Linked DNA regions of Gossypium raimondii: region 1 is linked to region 2. Evidence: chromatin contacts called from public Hi-C data. All regions are on one chromosome and are shown on one strand. The core of a region is the stretch at or near the end of the contact, and the rest is flanking DNA. Distances in the headings are between cores, read along the strand shown. Region 1 has its middle 29 kb from the start of LOC105794162. Region 2 holds the start of LOC105794160 (ACD11 homolog protein).

Region 1 (4,106 bases), core at 1,046-3,545, 220 kb after region 2:
TCAATTTAGTCCATGTGACTTCACTTATTTACGAATTTGTCCCCCAGATTTTTATTTGCAGTTCAATTTAGTCTTTTTTTTATTTTTCTTAAAATTAATTAATTTCAATTGTGTAATTATTAATTTTTTTCTTCAGATAAATTATTTAAAAAATCTATACGTATATATTTTTTGTATATATGTAAATGTACATATTAAAATTTTCAAAACAAATATTTTTATGTATATATATGTCTATATTTATTAATGCTCTAATATATGTTTTTACACATACTTTATAATTTATATATATTTTTATTATTTTCATAAATATATATTTTGTTATATAATTTTATAATCCAAAGTTTTATATGTAAATTCATACGCATGCCTCTTATTCTTCATAATTCCAATGTACATATTATGCATTTTCTTTTCTTTATATTTTTTGTTTATTTCATTCATTTGTTTATCGATTTATGTTTTCATAGTTTTTATTTCGTTCATTTATTTGATATTTTGCATGTCATTATTTTTATTATGTACATTAATTTATTTTATTTATTTGTTTATCTTATTTCTATGTCATAGTTGTATCTATTATTGTATTTTACATTTAATGTAACATCACATCATCTCTTTACTCGAATTTAAAAATAAAAATTTTCAAAATAGAGATAATACTTGTATTTAAGATTTTTCAAGAAAATTGAGCCCTAACATATTGAGTTCCAATTTTCTTCGTTAAATCTAACAATCGAGAATTACTCTTTGATCAAAAATAAAATGAAAAAGCTTGTTGTTGGGAATTTAATATGTTGTGTCCTAACGCATTGGATGTGACGTATTGATTTCTCGAGACAAAGATTTTTAAAATATATATATTAATAAAGGAAATATTCAATGTTTGAGATGTTGAGAAATTGTGCCCTAACGTATTGGGCTGCGGTTTCGTCATAAATCTTAAACAATGGAATATTCTTTTAAATTTTATCACACAAATCTTTTGGACAAACTCATCTTGAAGAAATAAAATATCGTGCCCTAACGCATTGGGTGTGATGTTTTCTGTTTCAAAATGAGGGAGTCTTAATAAATAATTTAATTAAGGATCGTATTTTTAACTCTCGACGTTAAGACATTAATTAATCAATTTGGTACCACTTTTTGGGTGTTACGAGGGTGCTAATCCTTCCTCGAACGTAATTGACTCTCGAACCCGTTTTTCTAAAAACTCGTAGACCAAAGTCATTTTAGGTGATCCAGTCACACCATAATAAAAGATTGGTGGCGACTCTAAATTTTCATCGACAACTAATTTTTGTTTTTTTAAAAAAAATAAAAATGGTTTCGACACATATTTTAATAAAAAAATAAATTATAATTACAGAGTGATGTTTTAGAATGTGAAATAAGATTGTAATATTAAATACTTTATTAAAGTAATATTTTTTAATTTTATGAGCAATTTATTATATTTTAAATATAAACAATTAAATATGTATAGTTTATAAAATTAAAAAGTATAATATTTGGAATCAATATTTTAATATTCTTAAAATTAAAGTTAAAAATTTACTTTTAATATAATAATATTAAATTTGATAGAAGTTTATTTTATATAAAAATTAAGTTTTAACTCTTTTCCTAAAAGATTTACCTGTTCAAAATGGAAATTCCAAAATAATAATAAAAATAATTGGCCAAGCTATTTCCATGAAAATTAAAAGAAAAACAAAACAAAACAAAAAAAGCCGTGAAACAAATGCTCCCTATTGTTGTTAAGTACCTTTTGTTTTATTTTAGATTTTGTCGGGTGTAGATAGAGCACAAAACTATCAAAAAGCTATGAGAGAATATCAAAAATGAGTACGAAGGAGTATAAAAAATTATGAGGAAATATATTAAAAAATATGAAGAATACCTTAAATTATGAGTGAATACAAAAAATACGAAAAATTCAAAAATTATGAGACATAATTTCCTTTCATTTATTCTTTTACCAACACGCTCATTGTAGAATTTCCCCAACTAACATTGTGTTGGTTGTATACTTGAATTAGGTCATAATTTTTTAGTTATGTCAATTAATTTTAGTTCCGTTCCGATCACTTTTTTTAAATATATATAAATTATTTATTAAAGATTAGATGTGTCAATTAAAAGATAAAAAAATATGATTATGCTGAATAAATGTGACATATATCACGCCACTCTTTCACTTTTCTAGAACTATTTTTCATGGATTGGTTAGCTGAGAAGTCATTTTGGGTGATGCACATACCAACCCCATGTTTAAACTTCAAACCCAAGCAATAGCCATGTGCTCATGGATCTTAAAGCCCAAAATCGTAGGACTTGTCCCACATTTTGGATGCTGGCCCAAATCGCAAAATCCATACTACGTTTTCTTATTATTAAATTCTTTATATGTAAAAAAATAAATCAAAAATCAATTAAAATATTGTATTAAATTCTCATTCAATTAAGCTTCTACTGTTAATTAAAATAATCAATTAAGCCCTTTCATTAATATTTCCATCATTGACCGCGTTCACTGTGCCAGCTTATTGTTTAATCTAATAATTTACTAATAAAAACATTAAACAACATAAAAAATATTAAAAATAAGAAAAAAAATTATATAGAAAAAATAAAATATATAAAATTCTTAAATATTAAAAATATGTATTAAAATTCATATAAATTTATAAATATTATAAAATTAATAAATTCTAATAAATTTTAAAATATTTATAAAATCAATAAAACATGTTTAAATTTTCGTTAAAACATATTAAAATTCTTTAAAAATATGAATAAAAATATTAAAATTGATATAAACTTATAAATTTTATTAAAAAATAATAAAAGCTTGAACTAGATTGAACCGGTTGATTGGACCGGTTAGACCAAAATCGACAGAGGTATCTATTCGGAGAAAGCTATTAGAGCAATTGATTTGGGAATCACGCGGTTGAACCAATTTTTTTAAAAATTATTATTTTTATCAAACCAAAATTTCATTACTCAACTATTAGTATATGCTAGAATGAAATGAAATATATATTCTGACAAGGTTTTCAAAACTGAGTTGGTGGTTGAATTAATTAGGACACTAGTTTACTAGTTCGACTGGTTCGTCTAATTCAATTAAAAATATTAAAAAATAAACTGATTTTTTTACATTTTGTTAATATAGAGATTTAATTAATTTTTCATATTTTTAAGGACTTTTTGAGATATAAACCAACTATAAAATCAATTTACTGATTGAAGTTTAAAATTTACACATTTTCTTGTTATTATTAAAATCAAGTTTAAAAATTTGAGTTCAAAGCAGATTTTTCCAACATGTTTGATTGAAATAAGGATTTTCGTGGCTCAAATGTTTTTAATAGAAAAGAAAACACAAAAACATACGCTCCATGTAAAACTACTATGATAAAAATTAGAAGTTAAATTTTATTTTATCTTTTTATTGAGATAATAAGTAAATTAATCTTTATAAGTTAGATTAAAAATAAATTGATCATGTTATTAAAAATTTCATCCATTTGTATTGATAAAAACTAGCGTGATTGATAGAATGAATAAATAGTCATACATGGCATGTCACGTGTACTTCATGCTAATGTATAGAGACCAATTTTTAACCATAAAAATTGATAAAAGTTTTAACAGAATGACTAATTTACATAATTTTTTAATAAAAAAATACAATCCAACTCTTAATATCTTTTATCATTTACTAAATAATGTCTTCCGGAGAGCATAAACAAAACTAAGACATAACATGAAATCAAAAGATGTTGTCTGTAAGAACCCATTTTGCCCGAAAGCCCAAACCCAGTTACAAACCAAATTAAACAAACTAACCTAATTGTTACCCTAGCCCAAACAATAACCCAAGCCCAATTAATAACCCTAGCCCAAACCAACAGCAGCCCACAACAAACAGCAGAGAAGCAAACCCTAAGGCGTTGCACGCCTTTGCCCAATGCCTCAGCGCTGCACACCTCTACCCAATGCCCCAGCACCGCACGTTCTACCAGCCCCCTCGCGCATGCCTCTGCCACCACCGTCGGCCTCGAAACCCTTGCAAAGAATTGAATGCAACAACGAAG
Region 2 (3,932 bases), core at 397-2,896:
TTAGTCACCAGTCCAAGGCGATCTTCCTAGAACTATAAAGCTTATCAATGTATGCTATTACTGGGCGCGATGCTTCGATATACCTTCTCATTTTCTTCTCTGCTGTATGATCTGCACACACACACACACACACACACACACACACACACACATATATATATAGATTAAAAAGTATAAGGAAAAGAAGAGAATACATGACGATGATCAAAGTTATTTTGCGAAAGATATTAAGCATCCATTCCATATGCTATGTTGCTCTCTCCTCAACATATAGGAACTCACCTGTTTCATTGAGCTTCTGTAAAAGTTCTTCCCTTGTTGGAAGAGTATACATTCCAGCAGAAACCGCAGTCCTGACGGCCCATGTGTGGTATGGTGCACACACTTGAGAATAAGCTGTTGAAGCTGCATCCTTCAAATAGTAATCACTACAATTTGAAACCAAATAAATAATAATAAGGAAGTTGAAGCATGAAATGGTGACATGAAAAAGGAGAGTTACATTCCATATGTGCATTGTAGTGTGTATTTCATCAAGGAAACAGAGAGGAAAACAAAATTTTCAGCTAATCCCATGTTGATTATGGTCTAAAGCCTCTGCCTTTAGTCTCCTAATCTCGGTTTCAGGTGTCATTTTTAGAATTTTGCCATAGTAAAAAAGGGTCACAGGCATATCAAACGTTACACAACTTGTAAATACTACAAATTTCTCTTAAAATCAAGAGAAAAAAAAAAGATGGAAGGGCGAGACATACTCGGTTGACAGAAATTCTTCAAATAAAGCCCGGATGAGGTCAAGACCCTGTCTAACACGCCGCAGATTACGTGAATGGCTTCCTGGTTTTTTCACCGTGTCATTAGCAACATCACGATCAACTACATTTTCTAAAGTGGCATACGTCTTGGATGCTTCCACAAGATCATGTACCTTATCAAAGCATTAATCATTTCATTACATCACGGCATTGAGAATTTGTATAAAAACAAATGCAAACCACAAGAAAATAGACCTTGATGAAATGCTGTATTGTATATGGATGCTAACAACATCAGAAAATCTGTCTATACGCTATCTACAATATTTAAGTTTACATTGATTGATTGGCATCAATTATACATATAATAAGGTTTCTCAATGCAAATCCTGACAGCCTAAAGAAACATGATTCCAGTTTCTAGCAATGTAAAGGCAATGAACCTTGGCGACGTACTCCATCTCGGCGAATTTGAAGGCGAGGCCGAGGCAGCTAAAAAGAACAGAAACCAGAGAACATGCTTCACAGAAATTATCCAACCGAAGTTTTTGATCCTTAGTCTGAGATCCCAAGAATCCCGACAGCTCCTCAAACGCCTTCGCTATATCCGACAGAGGCGTTTTAGTTGTCACGGACATCTTGGTTTGAGAATGATTAAAACCATTATCTGCACCTTCATCCATGGCTTATATCATAACTATCTTTAATTTTTGTTCTTTAGGATTCCCAATTCGCTTTGAAACCGTCCAACATTTTGAATTTTCATCAAGAAAAGGTAAATTGGACTAGTGTTTTACGTGTCTCGGATTCATTTATTTTCTTTCTCTTGTCTAAACATGACAAGTGTTGTGGGGGATATTTAGAGGTCACACTACAAACACGGTCCGCCACTTGGTTTTCGACTTTTATGGGAAAAGGAAAATTCCAACACATTTGTGGTCCTTTTGCTTCCTTGTCGTTACTCGTTGCTTTCTTAATCGTCTGTTTGATGGGGATGGATGGGTCACAATAAAATTCGGCCCAAATGCAGCTGGTAACTCCCTTGAGCAATTATCGTCATTGGATATGTTGAAAACTTAACAGATCACGTCCCTTGTACCATCGATTTTCATAATTAATACAAACTAAATTTGAATTTTAAAGAGCAAGGAAATATAAGACTTGAACCTGGAATGAGTGTATTCTTGTTTGTCTTGCTTTTGCTTGGTTGCTTGTCTATCGATATATTAAAGGATCTGATTGACTAACAAGTGTTGAGCTCCCAAGATAAAAGAAGAAGAAGAAGAAGTGATTGGACTTGGTAAACCATAATTAAAAAAAGAAAAAGAGATAGTTTACTAAAATTTCAACCTTTATTTTTATTTTTATTTTGATACGGTCATTGCTAGGACTAGAACCTGGGAATGCATGGTGGAACTAAGAATGCAAGATGAATGAAACAAGCAGTTTCTTGAGCTTGAAGGCTCGATACTTGCTGTACAAACAAAAACAGAATCGGGCTTGAAGAACAAGAGAAAGCAAAGAACTAAGAGAGAATTTGATGAAGAATTCTGATAATTTCATTGACTGATGAATGAAGGTACAAAGCCATTACATATATCAATCCATAAGCTGGTCAAAAATTAGCAAATGTCACCTAAACATTTACCTAACACCACTAAACTACATTGAAACTTGTTAAACATAACTTGTACATTTTGCAAAGCTGATTTATCAGCTCAAACTTCACCTAATTACATCAAACATTTTACCAACTTAGTTCAAGACAAACTAAATTACAAAATACTGATTGAAGTAACAAAACAAAACAGTAGCAGAAGCTTCAACTGCAACTTCATGGCACCGGCTGCTTGCTCTGCTTCTTCATGCTGCATGTGCTGCATGGAAGCCAACTTCAACAATGCAAAATAATCAAAACTTGCTTGCAGCTTCTTTAGATTCAGCGTCTTTGGTAGGGGTTTGAATGGGCTTATAAGTATAGAGTTTGGCACAACAGATATAATAAAGAAGATTAACCACTTGCAAGCCGGTGATCAACCAGTAAAATAATCCCCTTGTTTAAATTGTTATCTGGGAGCCAATTTGATCCGTCAGGTTTAGCACTATATTTGTGCACTAAAGAGACCAGCAACGTACTCACATAATTCCCAACTGAAATTGCAGTCCAGAACAAAGCAGTAGCACTGATCCTCATGCTTTCTGGTGACTGATCATAAAAGAACTCCAAGTGTCCAATTGACATGAAAGCCTCAGCTATTCCATGTAGACCGTACCGAGGCACGAGCCAAAGACTGACATGGGGATGATAGAATGAGGCTTGTCCTCAAGCCCATGTGCCACAGCTGCTTGTTTACGCTTCACTTCTATGAACCCTGCTACGAGAGTGGCTAATACTGAGATCAAAAGCCCGATTCCCATCCGGCGCAAGAAGGTGATGCCGCGGTCCAGCCCTGTGAACCTACGGGCAATGCGGATTAAAAAGCGGTCGTACAAGGCTATGGTGGAGAGCATGGCGAGCATGGTGAAGACAGACATGGAACCAGCAGGGATTTGGAAGGAGTTGGTGAGGTGCCTGTCCATGGTTTTGGCTTGTTGGAGGGAGAACGTGCCTTGCTGAGCATAGGCTGTGATGAGGAGGATTCCTGATGCCCATATTGGTCCCATTCGGATCAAAGATTTCAATTCCTCCACTCGATGAACACTGTTTAGTCTCCATAGATATGGAGCTTTTACATTATCTTCTTCAGTCACAATGGCTGTCTTGTCAAGAAGTCTGCAACGCACCACTCACCATATACATTGAGTTTTCAAAATTTTATTCCAGTGTCACAGGGCTGATAATTTATTTATGGTTGTGGGCAACCCATTAGGCTACCAGAGCGAGTTGCAGGTTAACTAATAATGAGTAAAATAAAATAAATGTGCTGGCATCCTGTTGTATGGTGGGGTTTGATAGTTTCCGATTCGATACAGGCATATAAAAGAGCTTTTGTTTTCATTATAATAAAATGCAACTTTACGTGTATGGTTTTTGTTTGGCGACAAGAACTGAGGTAGTGGAAGTGCCGCCCCCTACTCCCAGTTATTACTAGCCTTCTCTTTTGCATAATTACCCACAACCACAGCCACAGTAGATGTATGAGGGTAAAATAATTTAAAACATTTAGATAATACTTT

Evidence for each region. A called contact is a pair of places that touch in the nucleus more often than the background predicts.
Region 1: a Hi-C map of leaf shows a contact between it and region 2, with 1.6 times the contacts expected there. The contact joins the enhancer-like site here to the promoter of LOC105794160 in region 2.

Annotation. Positions count from the first base shown.
Region 1 is chr3:35,657,061-35,661,166 of ASM2569854v1, forward strand. No RefSeq gene overlaps it. Among protein-coding and RNA genes, the nearest start is that of LOC105794162, 29 kb to the left of the region's middle. Within about 2 kb of position 2,296, the one cell type or tissue checked has open chromatin away from gene starts, as enhancers often do. A contact at or near this core is called in leaf, where this site is marked.
Region 2 is chr3:35,442,622-35,446,553 of ASM2569854v1, forward strand. It overlaps LOC105794160 (ACD11 homolog protein), which reads right to left and starts at 1,647. Exons shown (of 4, transcript XM_012623186.2): 1 at 1,199-1,647; 2 at 756-928; 3 at 283-428; 4 at 1-111. The coding sequence starts at 1,438. The coding sequence ends at 5. It also overlaps the pseudogene LOC105794159.